2 separate regions of the Mus musculus genome follow, and region 1 is linked to region 2. The links are chromatin contacts, called in public promoter capture Hi-C maps. All regions are on one chromosome and are shown on one strand. The core of a region is the stretch at or near the end of the contact, and the rest is flanking DNA. Distances in the headings are between cores, read along the strand shown.

Region 1 (7,390 bases), core at 1,712-4,211, 140 kb after region 2:
AAATGTAGCCCCAGAGGGGTGGAAAGAGCTAGGACCTACCTCTAGGACTTACTCACCCCACCCCCATCCTGGACTGACCAGATAGTGTTGTCTACCCGCAGATACCTTTGAGACAGATCTCTTAATTTCTTAAACATTCTGTGCACGTCAGGCTTTATAGACCAGCTGTTTAATTAGTGACTACTAGCTAATACTCACTGCAGACCTGTGCTCTAAGGGTTGGCTTCCAGCGCACTTTATTTTGTCATTGGATTATTATAATATCCTACAGTGCAGAATCTAGCATCATCCTGGTCTTACCGACAGGGAGATCGATGCCCGGGGTGGAAGAGGAATTTATCTCACGGGCAGTAAGACATGGCTGGGATCTCAGTCCAGGTCTGCCTGTCTCTGTCTGCTTTTGAAGACTGATCCACACTGAAGCCAGCCTTATGCAGTGCTCAGCCCCTGCTGTACTTCTGAAGGGCCTTGTTCTTTTTTTTTTTAATACATTCAACAGAGATGAAGACATCAAAGGAAAACTCTCCATGCTTGCTGAATGCCTTTCTCATTCTGTTTCAGAGAATGAATATTTCTTTGTTGATCCTGACTTAAAATTAACCAAAGTGGCCCCGGAGGGGTGGAAGGAAGAACCGAAGAGAAAGGGCAAGGCCGCCGTTGACTTTACGTTGTTTTTCCGAATTAAATTTTTCATGGATGATGTTAGTCTGATACAGTGAGTGCACAAGGCTTTCTCTCTTGCTCTTTCCGGGCCCGCTCTGCTGACCTCTTTATCCGACTGGCACAAACCCCTTGATTTGGATCCAGGACGATCTCTTCTTTTTCATTTAAAAGAAACGTAACGATCCTCCTTCATCCGTGTTCTTGTGGCCATGGTTTCAGTCACTAGTGCTCATTCATGATCAGACACCGCTCTGGAAAATTCCGTCCACAAACAGTTTTCATTCCTCTCTGTTATGTGGCGCTCTGAGTGTTTTGATGAAATCTGTCACCCTTTACACTCTGCCTAGGGCACAAGCTGTCCCTTCACCCCGGGTACCCGTGCAGCGTTCACCTCCTGCCTGTTAATTGCTTAACTGCCTCATGTCATCAGTTCAGTGACACCACTGTGCTCCTGTTGGCGAAGCCACTACTTACTGGTGACTCCAAAGCACAGGAGTTGTGACTGGCAGCTCTGGCAGGCCAGGGAGCTGTACAGTGCTTCCTTAAAGAGAGCAGGTAAAAGCTCTTGACCTAGCAAGGAAGCGAGACACTCTGTGAGACTGAGTTCCCTGTCATCGGTTACTGCCCCTAAACTGTACATTAGCCTTGACCCAGCAAGTGTGCGCTTAGGGAAATGCTTTGTACAAGGTCTGGTACTTTTCATAACTTCAGGCATTTGTACAGCTCATGGAGTGTTCATATGGCCTGCAAACTAACGTGCTGTCAGTATTGCCCTTAAACAATTTCTTTTTAAAAAAATTGTTTTATTGGAAAAAAAATAATTCTGGTCACATTTTCTCCTTCCTTATCTCCCCCAGATTCTCCCCACTTACTCAACTCCTCTCTCATTCTCTCTCTCTCTCTCTCTCTCATAACAAAGTAAATAAACAAGAAAAAGAAATACACACAGAAACCCTCAAAACCAGAAAGCAAAATACACAAACAAATGACCAAGAAGACAAAATAAACAAGCGCAAACAAAGCAAATTGAAACAGAAGGTCTACAAACTACCACTGAGTTGGGTTTGTGTTGCCTGCCTACAACTGGGCTTGAACCTGCTCTTAAGTATGGGCGCCATGCCCCAAGAGACTCCACTGGAGAAAATAATTTTTCCTTTGCAAGCAGTTATCAATTGCAGGTAGCTTTTTGGTTATTGGTAGGAGCCTGTGTCCACTCCCCACTCTCAGGACTGAGACCCTGTCGGGCTTGAACCTGTGCAGGTCTGTATGTGCTACCAGTCTCTGTACACCAGTCCTGGGTCCTGTATGCCCAACACAGAGCCATGCAACTTACAGTGTGTCACCTCCTCTGCCACATAGCTCCCTGAACCCCGAGGGCAGGGTTTGATGGAGACATCCCCTTTAGGACCAAGCGCTCCAAAGCCTCTCACTTTCTGCTCATTATCCTGCCGTGGCTCTCCCTGTTAGTTCCCATTTACTGCAACAAGAAGCTTCCTGATGGTGGCCAAGCAAGGCAGTGGTCGAACTTGCACTTTGAGTGCCCTAAAACAGCTTAATAACAACCGTAGTTGGAAACATATATGTTAGAAACTATGCATATGATCAGAATCCTCCCAGGATTTGACCTCAAAAGTCAAGGTATGCGTGTGCACCCATATTTCAACAGACATGACCTCACGTGCCATCAGTATTACCTTCAGCTGAGGAAAGACCTTCTGGATGAGAGGGTGCACTGTGACGACGAGGCCGCCCTGCTTCTTGCATCCTTGGCTCTCCAGGCAGAGTATGGAGATTATCAGCCAGAGGTAGGCTTGTTTTCCTCGTGCCTGATGAAGTAGGTATCGGTAAATGTGTTCATTTTCTATCTGTGTTTTGCTTTGCTTTGCTTCGATGCTGGCTGTCAAAACCAGGGCATGCCAGATAAGCGTTTCCCACCGAGTTACATCATCAGCCTTCGCACTATTCTTAGCGGAAATCATGGCTGACCTTACAATGATCTTAAACTCCTTTGGTTCCTCATAGTGCCCTGGCTCACCACACACGGACCTATCCCATAGATGGATTCTGATTATTCTGTTTAAAACTGTCTTGTTTTGGAGGTTAGGGTTATCGAGCTCCAAACCCTCTATCCCCCATATTCTAAGCAATAAAGAGACTCAGTAGAGGACGTATTGGTCAAGAATGGACTTGAGGATGCCTTTCACACAGTGTCAGGCCGTGCCAGGCAGAGGCCATGGTACAAAGAACCATGCTCAAAGCTCCATGTTCTTGAATGAAAGAGACCTAGTAGGAAGCAGATGATAGATCCTGCCCACTGCATTACCACATTACGCTTCAGCTGTAATGGCACAAGGCCCTCTGTGTCCTCCCTTGAGACTTGCCAATAAGTCCAGCTATTCTAACTCACCAAAGAAGAGAGAGATGCATTCTCTAGAGAGAGGTTAAAGCATTTCTTCTCTCAGCAGAGACAAGAACTTTAAGACAGGAGGAAGAGGCCTGACATCAGCGATAGGCAAGCAGGACTGTTGACAACAGCATTCTTCCCCCTAGGTTCATGGCGTGTCCTACTTTCGCCTGGAACATTACCTGCCCGCCAGGGTGATGGAGAAGCTGGACGTGTCCTACATTAAAGAAGAGTTACCCAAACTGCATAACACCTATGCAGGCGCTTCCGAGAAGGAGACAGAGCTAGAGTTCTTAAAGGTAAGCATGCAGAGTGACCAGTAATAAGCAGTATTGCAGGTTCGTAGAAGCTGGGGGTTGGTATCTGACCCTCTGCAGTCTCCGGCTGCTTGCTTCTGCTTTCTGCCTGAAACTATAGCAGTTTAGTTCTCGTCTGTGAAAGAGAAAACGCAGCTCAAAGAAATCATGATGCTTTATGGTCGGGAGCACCATGGGGACAGAACCCTTACTTAAACCCACACCTGCTGCCTTCCTGTGAATCCTGTGTCTTCACCCTGTTCTGTGTCTGAAAAATCAAGCTGTTTCACAAAAAGAAACAGTTGAACTGACTGAGTAGGTGTGAGGGGCAAGTTCACACTCATTCTAGAACTGCTTACCCTTGTTCTGCAGATGAGAATTGGTCTTTGTATGAATGATAATTACCTCATAGATACAAAACGTCTGAAAAAAGTGGCTCATGGGTTGAGCTTTGCCATCAGCTTCGTGTTAGCTTACGGATAAATAAAGTGTATTTATGATAGGAAAGGGTGAACTAAGTAAGCTTTCAATATAAGAAGCTTAGAGAACATTCAGTTCCAGCAGCCACGGGGAGAGTATACCTTCTGTTTGCTGATCCATAGTGTAGAGAGCCAAGTTTCTCATTCCATACATATCTCAGAAGAGGCGTCATAACATCTCTAAAGTTTTTTATCTTTAAGGGATTCGTGATAAGAAAGCCAAAGAGGGTTGCTTTCAGTGCACACTTGAGGTCAGGCTGTGAACTCAGTTCTCCATAGCCGTTGTGTTCAGTACCTGGACGCGCTCAACAGCAATGTGTGTTTATAAGGATGCTGAAGCTCTGCAGCTCTCTAGCCACCTCCTCAAATGCAGCGCAGGTCCCGCTCTCCGCAGAGACAGCTGTGTTCTCCTCTGCCCTTTCCATCTTAGCCCTGAGGGTGGGTAAGAAGTGATGGTGTTTAGGGTATTTAAAGATAGCTTTTAGATTTATTGATTTCTAATATTGCTTGTACATACACACACACGTGTGCAAATTATGTACATGTTTGTGTCTGTGTGTGTGTGTACGTGCACACGTAAGTGTAGGTATCCATGGAAGCCACATTGTCCCAGCTCTAGAGCTGGACTTATACACTATTGTGAGTCACTCTACATGGGTGCTGGGAATCTGTATAGAGCAGTGTGTGATCCTAAGCACTGAGTCATTTCTTCAGCCCCAGAATTACAAGTTTAGTTTAGTTTGTCTTTCTTACTATTTTCATTGACTATTTTCTTGTGTTTCATTTTCCACTTACCTAGCTGCTTTTTTCATATGTACACTTAAACATTTTTCAATTTCACTCCCATCCGATTGACTCAGCAAAGCATGCTTCCATTATATATTATGGATATAGTTCCTTTGCCAGATGCATGCCTGACATATACTTATTTCTCAGTCTGAGTCTGCCCTTAAATTCTGTCACTGACTGTCAGAAGCCATTTAAGAAAAGCTAAAGACATGCAAGTGGAGATGGCCCACCATTTTTTATGGCCTGCTATGGATGAGCACTAAGAATGCAGGGTTCTTAGAGACTTCATCCCAGGATTGCTTTTTGTAGTTGATATATCTTTCCTGTCACTATTAGACAGCCTAATGATTCCTGGGCATCTGCCCACCCTATTACGCAGACTTTCTACAAATCAGCATGAAGATGTACTCTCATATAGTAATGCTGTGGAGACAAGTTGATGATTTCATAATTCCTAATAATAATTTTATAGAGTTCCTAAATTTATGCAAGTACAAGTCCTCTATAGTATAGAAGCTGCAGGTAGAGCTCTGTAGAGCTTCATGTGTCACAGGCTAATTGCACGAAAAAAAGAAATCAGGCTTGGAACAAGTTTACAATGAAGGAAAACATTCCTTTAGGTCAGGTATGAGATCGTTCCCTGGTCACTCGAGGTCATGAACTGGGAATGGAACATGTGTTGTAGGTACAAGGACAAAAAATAAAGCATTGACTAGTTTATCTATACAAAACTAGTAACACACAAGGCAAATGATTTGTCTCTTGACAAAACCATGGTAACTTATGGCATAAAAATTTTAGCTTTAAACTTATAATGAACTTATGGGGTGGGGCTAATAACAGATAATGAATCTTTAGTGAGATACCAGTCTTAATGGAAGGACATGTAAACAATGTTGCGGTAACTCTTTAAACCTTATCGATCTATGACATGAATCCATGCCTTAAACTTACTATGAAATTATTGGAATGTAAAAGTATTTAGAAGACCATATAATTTATTACCCCACTTTGATGTTTGCCTGACAGTCGTGTGAGATAATCTTAGAGACAGTATATATATTGAGAACAGAAAATTGTGGTTGTTGGAGCTTGCTGTATGGAGCTTTGCACCTCCCACTAAGTAAGTGTATATGTATGTGTGTGTGAGAGAGAGTGTGTATGAGTGTGTGTGTGTGTGTGTGTGTGTGTGTGTGTGTGTGTATGTAAAGTGGTTGGAACCTTTCTTTCTCTACTTTATCCAGAATGAGTGTTTTTTTCTTAGTGCCTGAATATTCTCTCATTTCTTTCTTTTATTCTTTCTTTTCTTTTCTCTCTGGTTCACGAAGAGTTAAAGAACTGGCACCTGCCACATTTTCAGTGAGGGACCCTAGAGCCAGAGAGAAAAGAGACTATTAACTAAAACTGACTGACTTCTTTCTTTCTTTCTTTCCTTCTTTTTCTTTCTTTTTTTTTAAAGATTTATTTTATGAATGTGAGTACACTGTGGCTGTCTTCAGACACATTAGAAGAAGACATCAGATCCCACTACAGATGGGTTGTGAGCCACCGTGTGGTTGCTGGGAATTGAACTCAGGGCTCAGGGCCTCTGGAAATGGTTCCAGTTTTCATAACTGCTGAACCATCTCTCAAGCCCAAATCCCCCCCCACCCCCCGCCCCTGCCCTTAGTCCCCTGCTGCTAACAGCAGGAGCTAATTATCAGAAGCCGGTGGCTTTTGGTCTTAGAATAGCATAGAGTTAAAGGAAGAGAAAAATTCATAAATAGTAAGCATCTTTAGCCCCACAATCAATGACAGACAGCCATTGCTCACCTCCCTGGGGGACCTTGTGACAGCAGGCTGGTTACCAGCGACAGACTTCTTTTGTTACTGCTAGGACTTCTTGTTGCTTCTTTTAGTGTTTTTCATGTCCTGACTTAGCGCTCTCGGCCTCATCCACCCTTACAAGTTCTCTAAGTGTCAGACACTTGGCTCCTTCCTCTGTTTAGCCCTCTGATGTGGTTTGGGTTTGTTTTCATTTGTCACTTAAAGTGAGTACTGGGAATACATTTTCGGAATATGGATGTCACATGTTACTGAGTGCGCTGACCCAAGTCTAACTCCTCCCCTGTACACCACTGTTAACGCACGTGCATCACCCTGTGTTCCAACAGGTCTGCCAAAGGCTGACAGAGTATGGAGTTCACTTTCACCGGGTACACCCTGAGAAGAAGTCACAGACAGGGATACTGCTGGGGGTCTGTTCCAAAGGTGTGCTGGTCTTTGAGGTTCACAATGGAGTCCGTGCCTTGGTCCTTCGCTTCCCGTGGAGGGAAACAAAAAAGATTTCCTTTTCAGTATGTCTATTTTAAACTCTTTGTTAACTGGTGTAACCGATTTTAATTGTAACCATTTACTGACTTTCCATGGTAAACCTTAGTACTACATAAAGCTCTTTCCACTTTTTAGTTGTAGGCGATCTTACTGAGATTTCGCTTCTGGTTTCTGGTTTTGTTTTGATTTTCTGAACACCTAGGGATGCATTCCTAACTGGTTATATGCTCAATTAATTTGAGTTAAATTACAACTGAGTTGGACTCTACTAGATGAAAACTTATTCTATAGCCATGATCTCTCAAGTAGAGGAACACCCTGATATTTCTAAGATAGGTGATTATCTCCCTTCTAATGAGCCTGTGATGCTCACGGGTGGGGCTCTCAGAGGCCAGAGGTCCGCTGACCACTGAGCTTCATAAACTAATGCCATGAATTGCTGAAAT
Region 2 (6,734 bases), core at 628-3,127:
GAGAATTTAAATTTATACAAGTAATATATAAAAACCTAATTTATGTAAGACTATAGATCCAGATCTAATCTCATTCGTGGACATCCAGTTTTCCCAGCCCCATTTGTTGAAGACACTTCCTTTGTCAGCATATGTTATCCGAGTCTTGGTAAAATACTAAGTGGCCACCCTTGGGCCTTTGATTTTGTTCCTTTGTCTTATGTTTCGGTTTTTGTATCAATAACTATTGTTTCTGTTACTACAGCTCTAATGTATCTTAAGACCTAGAATGGAGATCCTTCCTGCGTTGTTCTCTTTGCTCAGGATTACTTTGACTCTTCAGGGTCTTTGCAACAGAATTTCTAGCATTTATCAGCTCATGGCCATCTGAAATAAAAGCTACCTTTCACAAACTCCTTTGACTTAAATATCTTCCTATCCTGCGGTAAAATGTTGACAAGAAGAATGTAAACCTTTCTAGGGAGTCGTCTCAAGGGGACAGGACAGGCCTGTCTCTGTCCATATCTTCTTCCTGGTAACTGGCCTGCACACGTGATGAGCGGAGCTGACTCAGCTCTTCCGCAGGAGAAGTGGACTTTTAAGCAGAGGCTACAGCAGAAGCCTGGTTCTCTTATTTCATACAGTGCTATATAAACCACGCTGAACATCTGGACGTGACCATTTGAAACATGGCTAGTCTAAAGTGATCTGAACAAATGTGTATGATAACAGAGACGCCGGGCTGAAAGAATGTTCATTACTGTTCTCAAGGCTGTGGCAAAATGCCTTACAAAGCAACTTAAGGTGGGGCGTTTCTCTTGGCTCACAGTTTACATAGATTAGGAGCTGGTGTTGCAAGGCAATGGTAGAATAACTTAGTATGCAGCAGGCCCTAGATTCAAATCTCAATCACACACATCAGCACATGCACATGCTCTCTCTCTCTCTCTCTCTCTCTCTCTCTCTCTCACACACACACACACACACACACACACACACACACACACACTTGTAGAAAACTTGACAAAGCAAGTTTGGTTGGCATGTCTATGCCTGTGAGATAGCCAAGATCCTCTTGAAAAGATTGATTAGGACTGGAAATTATAAGTTGGAATTGGATAGAGGTTTTGAAATCATAAAAAGATGTCCTAGAATGATGTCTTAGTCACTATTCTATTGCTGTGAAGAGACCGACCCCATAACCAAGGCAACTCTTACAAATCACAAAAGTGGGGTGGAGTTACAGTTTTAGAGGGTTAGCCAATGATTATCATGATAGGAGGCAGGCAGGCAGGAAGGATGCTGGAGCAGTAGCTGAGTGTTTTACATCCTGATCCACAAGTACCATGCAGAGAGACACACACACATCCGCCATCAAGGACACACTTCCCAATCCTTCTGAATAGTTTGTGAGCTGAGGAGGACTAAGCTTGCAAATCTAGATGCCTATGATTGGCATTCTCCTTCAAACCCCACAGATGTGAATGAAATCGTATCTCTAAAACTGCAGAAAAAAGGATCAGAGAGTGAGAAGATGAGATCCGAGGAGGGAAATAGAGCGTGGAGGGCATGTCAGAAAACAATTCATGTTAGTATCACACCCTACTGTAAATACTGAGTTGAAAAAATAAAATAGTCTGGGCTCTATTTGCCCTTAAGAAACTGGCTAGAATGGACAACTTGACTGTCTGTGTCTAATAAAATGCCGGATTTGAGTATATCATTTGCCTTAAATTCCACAATGTGCAGGGGAGCTTGGGGTTTTTAGGTCCCTATGGCAACAGGGAAAACCTTGACCTTGCTTTTAACTCCCTTCCTCGTTTAAACAGCTGAGGTCTGGGCAAAGGAGATGGCGGAAGTGCTCTGGAGTGCTCATCAAGACTGTGGCTGCAGGCCAACAAGCAGAACACATTGGCTCTGTACTGTTAGTGACCCGGCAAACTACAGTTCTGGTGGTTTTGTGAGCCACTCAGCCCCTCAGCAGCTCTGAGACTCCTCTTTCACTCTTTCTCCCAGCGCCACTGAGTAAACAACAGGCCCAACATCCTCTGTGTGACTTCCAATCTTAGCTCCAACCACTAAGCCTAAACACTCACAGTCATCTGCACAGAACCACTCCCCTTGAGCCTTCCCTGTTGAGTCCCAGGCACTCACTCAGTTCCCAAGAGCCCTTGTCTGTCAACACCCAAAAGCTGTAGCTTGCTACAGGCCTGCACATGCTGGCAAGAGACGAGGCTTCTGGGCCGGGGAAGAAGGACTCTATCCCTTGCGGAACAGCGGACAGCATGTGGTTCATGTTCCTGCCATTTGGTCTGCACTTGTCTGGGGAGTGTGGTGTGAAGCAGCGACGGGGACTTTTGCATTGGTACTTGGTCCACACACCTGCTAAGAGACTGAGCCCGGCAAACACCAGCAGCTTAGAGCTGCTGCCAGACCTGCAAACCTTTGTCCTGGGAGGAAACTTATCTTTGTGAAAGGGAGCAAACAAACCTGCCCTCTGCTCTAGCGACAGAGATGCTCCTCTTGCAAGGTTGTTCTCTATACAAGCGCCCATGAAAAGAGAATCCCAAGGGTTCAGCCATTCTTCCCAGGGCTGTGCAGCAACATGAGCTCTATGGAGAACTCTCTCCCTCCCAGTCCGAGGCTCATACCATCCTTCCTTTTCCCTCTCTGAAACTCCTTCTTGCACACCTTTTATAGATATATTTATTATAAACCACTCTCATTATATTTTAATAAATCAATATTCCTTAATGACAGATTTCTACTCTTAAACCCATAAACATAAAATGCTGGCCAGAACTGCCATGATAACAAAGTATTGCAGGAGAGAGGAAGCTTGTTAGATAGCTCATGGACAGAAGGAAGTAAAAAAAAAAAAAAAATAATAAGAAATTAACATTACTTCATTCTGCCTGTATTGTGAGATCACTAAAGAGTAGAAAACACGGGCTGGTGAGATGGCTCAGTGGGTAAGAGCACCCGACTGCTCTTCCGAAGGTCAGGAGTTCAAATCCCAGCAACCACATGGTGGCTCACAACCATCCGTAACGAGATCTGACTCCCTCTTCTGGAGTGTCTGAAGACAGCTACAGTGTACTTACATATAAATAAATTAATCTTAAAAAAAAAAAAAAAAAAAAAAGAGTAGAAAACACAGACCTTTATGAAATATAAGATACTGACATGATCATTATTTCCCTAAACCGTACCACCATGGTTAAATGACTTCACACACTCCAATCTCCCCAAGGAAGGGGCTAAAGCGTGTCCTCAAAATCCCAGCACCACAAGGGAGATCTTGAGTTTAAGACCAGCCTGACCTATGTAATAGGAACTTGGTAAGGAAGAAAAGAGAAGAAACAAGGAGAGAAGGGACAGAGGGAAGGATAGAGAGGGAAGGAGGAAGGGAGGAGCAGAAGGAGGAAGAGAGGGAGGGAGAAGGGGAGAGAGTGGGAGGGAGAGAGGGAGGGAGGGAAGGAGGAAGGAAGGGAGGGAGGAGAGAGAAAGAAATTTAAAAAAAAAACAAAACCAAACCCTCTTCCTGTTCTTGAGCATCTAAGTCCAATCATTTTTATTTCAGATTGTATCCAAAATGTCGTCACTCCTCACCATTTCTACAGCCACTAATTTAATTGGTCCTTTTATGATTTCCACCCTTACTAATGCCACATCGTCCTATGTGGGCACTTTCCCATCAGCCCCCTGCAGTCTGTCCTCTAACATTCCTGTTATAATTTCCTTTCTTACTAACCAAATATGATGATCTCTTTCCCGTTGTCTCTGATTTCCCACTAGCTGTTCTCCAGAAGCCTTTTGTCTGGGTACAGTCCCCTCCTGATGCAAGTCTGTTCCAGTTTCACTTCCCTTCTACTTCCCACTGCAACCCTAAACTCAGACCACAGGGAGCCTCTCACATATCTCTCCAGATCTCCATGCCTCTGCACATTTTGTTCTCTTCGCCTGAAATGCCCTCTCTTCTTCTCTGTGCATAGCAAATTCCCATCTGTTTCCAGGCCTTTCCACGGTCCAGCCTTCTGCAGCCATCTCGCTTGCTATGTGGACTTTTATCTCTGTATATCTGTTTATATCCATGCTTGCCACTTTTTCTAGACTAAATTGTGCATGTGTATCGTCATCGGTCTTCCATACTTCTATCCTGAGTCCCTAAGTTGAATGTCTTTTTTTTTTTTTTTTTCGGTTTTTCGAGACAGGGTTTCTCTGTATAGCCCTGGCTGTCCTGGAACTCACTTTGTAGACCAGGCTGTCCTCGAACTCAGAAATCCGCCTGCCTCTGCCTCCCAAGTGCTGGGATTAAAGGCATGCGCCACCACCGCCCGGCCATAAGTTGAATGTCTTAAACATATCTGAGTATATGCTCATTAGCTTAACAACTTAATTTCCTATAGTATTTAGCCTTAAACTAAATCTCAAACAACTAAATAATAGTATTTTATACATTTCCATGCTCTATGTTGTATTTATTGAATCTCTACATCTTTCCTGGAGTTCTTTCGTTTTGGTCATTTAAACACCACACTGAACAAGACCTTGGTAAGATGGCTCAGTGAGTAAGGTCTTGATACCATAAACCTAAGTTTGAATCCCTGAAATCAGACATGAGACCACAGAGATGCCTCAGTGGATAAAAGTGCCTGCCACCAAGATGACCTGAGTTATATCCCTGAGATCTACATGAGTTATATCCCTGAGATCTACATGGTGGAAAGAGACAAGCCATTCCTGCAAGTTGTCCTTTGCTCTATACACAGGCACACACACATGCACAGGAGCACACACACAAGCACACATTAAGTGTAATTAAAAAGATTTTTAAAGCTGGGCATGGCAGCACATGTTCATAAACTCAGGCCTGACAGGCTAACTCCTCAAAACTCACTGGCCAGGGAGCCTCGCCGAACCATGAGCTTCAGATTCAGTGAGAGATTGTGTGTCTCAAAAAGTAAACACTGAGGGTGACTGAGGAAAAGACACCTGACAAAAATCCTGGGCCTCCACATGCACACCCATCACACACAGAGACACACATACACATACATGCACACACACACATGCATGCACACACACACACACAAACAAGCTAAAATAAATGTGCATAGTGAACTATCACATGGGAAGGAAATCAGGCTTACATTTTATCCCATTTTGAAAGTGTCAGAAACAATAAAAGATAGAGAAACTATTAACTAAACTGTTAACTAAATAGCTTGAAGAGAATCTATAAATTATCCTTGCATATTTCATAGTCATAAGAAATTAAGACCCTGGGCTGGAGAGATTGCTTTTCCATTAAAGGCTAGGCTCACAATCAAAAATATAAGAAATTAAGATCCTGCTGGGCAGTGATGGTGCATGCTTTTAATCCCAGCACTTGGGAGGCAGAGGCAGGAGAATTTCTGAGTTCGAGGCCAGCCTGGTCTACAGAATGAGTTCCAGGACAGCCAGGGCTATACAGAGAAACCCTGTCTCAAAAAACAAAAACAAAACAAAACAAAAAATAACAACAAAAAAGAAGAAGGAGAAGGAGGAGGAAGAGGAGGAGGAGGAGGAGAGGAAGAAGAGGAAGAAGAGGAAAAAGAAGAAGAAGAAGAAGAAGAAGAAGAAGAAGAAGAAGAAGAAGAAGAAGAAGAAGAAGAAGAAGGAGAAGAAAAAGAAGAAGGAGAAGAAGAAGAAGAAGAAGAAGAAGAAGAAGAAGAAGAAGAAGAAGAAGAAGAAGAAGAAGAAGAAGAAGAAGAAGAAGAAGAAGAAGAAGAAGAAAGAAGAAAAAGAAATTAAGACCCTGACTGTTTAACCAGTTATGAATGCATCAACATTACCCTTTACTGCATCCAGAACTCCTGATACAATACAGATGCTGGGTTGGGGAGGGAGTTGTTTTCTGGGATACTAGGGGCTAAGTAAGTACAAGCCCTGTGCCTGCTCCAATACTGAGTAAAACCAGGGCAAACTAAACAATTTTAATTTCATGATCTCAGGAGATTATTCCAGCCACTAAGCTTGACTTCATAGTTCACTGCATTTAAAATTGCTCCTTTTATTTAAACCAAAATTCTTCTTGTGCTGTCCCAGAGACAGTTACGTGAGGAAGGAGAGACTAGAAACAACTGGTAATAAAGGATGAAAAAGAGAAAAAGTACTTAGAAGGCATAGCATTACCATATGATATTCCAATACACATTGGGTATGGCTCAACAAAAGCAAACATAACTCTGACCTCAAACATTTTTTACTTCCTTATGGTGAGAACACCAAAATCCTTCTTCAGGACTTTCGAAATATGCACAACATGGTGTCGTCACCTGTAGTCACAAAGCTATGCAATCGACTTTGAGTCATATGACTGAGATCAATCTGTATCTATCTTTTTTTAAAATATTTTTTCTTTATTTATTGTTTTTGGTTTTGCTTTTGTTTTTCAAGACAGAGTCTCTCTGTGTAGCCCTGGCTGTCCTTGAACTCACTCTGTAGACCAGGCTGACCTTGAAATCAGAGATTTGCCTGCCTCAGCCTCCAGAGTGCTGGGATTAAAGGCGTGCGCCACCACTGACCAGCTTGTATCTATCTATCTTGTTTGTTTGTTTGTTTGTTTGTTTGTTTGCTTGTTTGTTTGTTTTCGAGACAGGGTTTCTCTGTATAGCCCTGGCTGTACTGGAACTCACTCTGTAGACCAGGCTGGCCTCGAACTCAGAAATATGCCTGTCTCTGCCTTCGGAGTGCTGGGATTAAAGGCATGC

What was found. Capture Hi-C pulls out chosen DNA fragments and counts their contacts.
Region 1: a promoter capture Hi-C map of adipose tissue shows a contact between it and region 2. The contact joins two enhancer-like sites. A contact is called at or near these places in 1 of 484 Hi-C or Micro-C datasets (nephron progenitors), 4 of 115 datasets of contacts at active chromatin or transcription factors (embryonic fibroblasts, embryonic stem cells, fibro-adipogenic progenitors and 1 more) and 3 of 9 other capture datasets (adipose tissue, liver and pancreatic islet).

Annotation. Positions count from the first base shown.
Region 1 is chr5:103,526,435-103,533,824 of GRCm38.p6, forward strand. Ptpn13 (protein tyrosine phosphatase, non-receptor type 13) reads left to right here. Exons shown (of 48, transcript NM_011204.2): 13 at 562-715; 14 at 2,330-2,468; 15 at 3,214-3,366; 16 at 6,785-6,967. Among named protein-coding and RNA genes, the nearest start is that of Slc10a6, 99 kb to the right of the region's middle. Within about 2 kb of position 2,962, at least 7 of the 459 cell types and tissues checked have an H3K27ac peak or open chromatin away from gene starts, as enhancers often do. A contact at or near this core is called in adipose tissue, where this site is marked.
Region 2 is chr5:103,385,769-103,392,502 of GRCm38.p6, forward strand. No RefSeq gene overlaps it. Among named protein-coding and RNA genes, the nearest start is that of Gm30443, 29 kb to the left of the region's middle. Within about 2 kb of position 1,878, at least 93 of the 459 cell types and tissues checked have an H3K27ac peak or open chromatin away from gene starts, as enhancers often do. A contact at or near this core is called in adipose tissue, where this site is marked.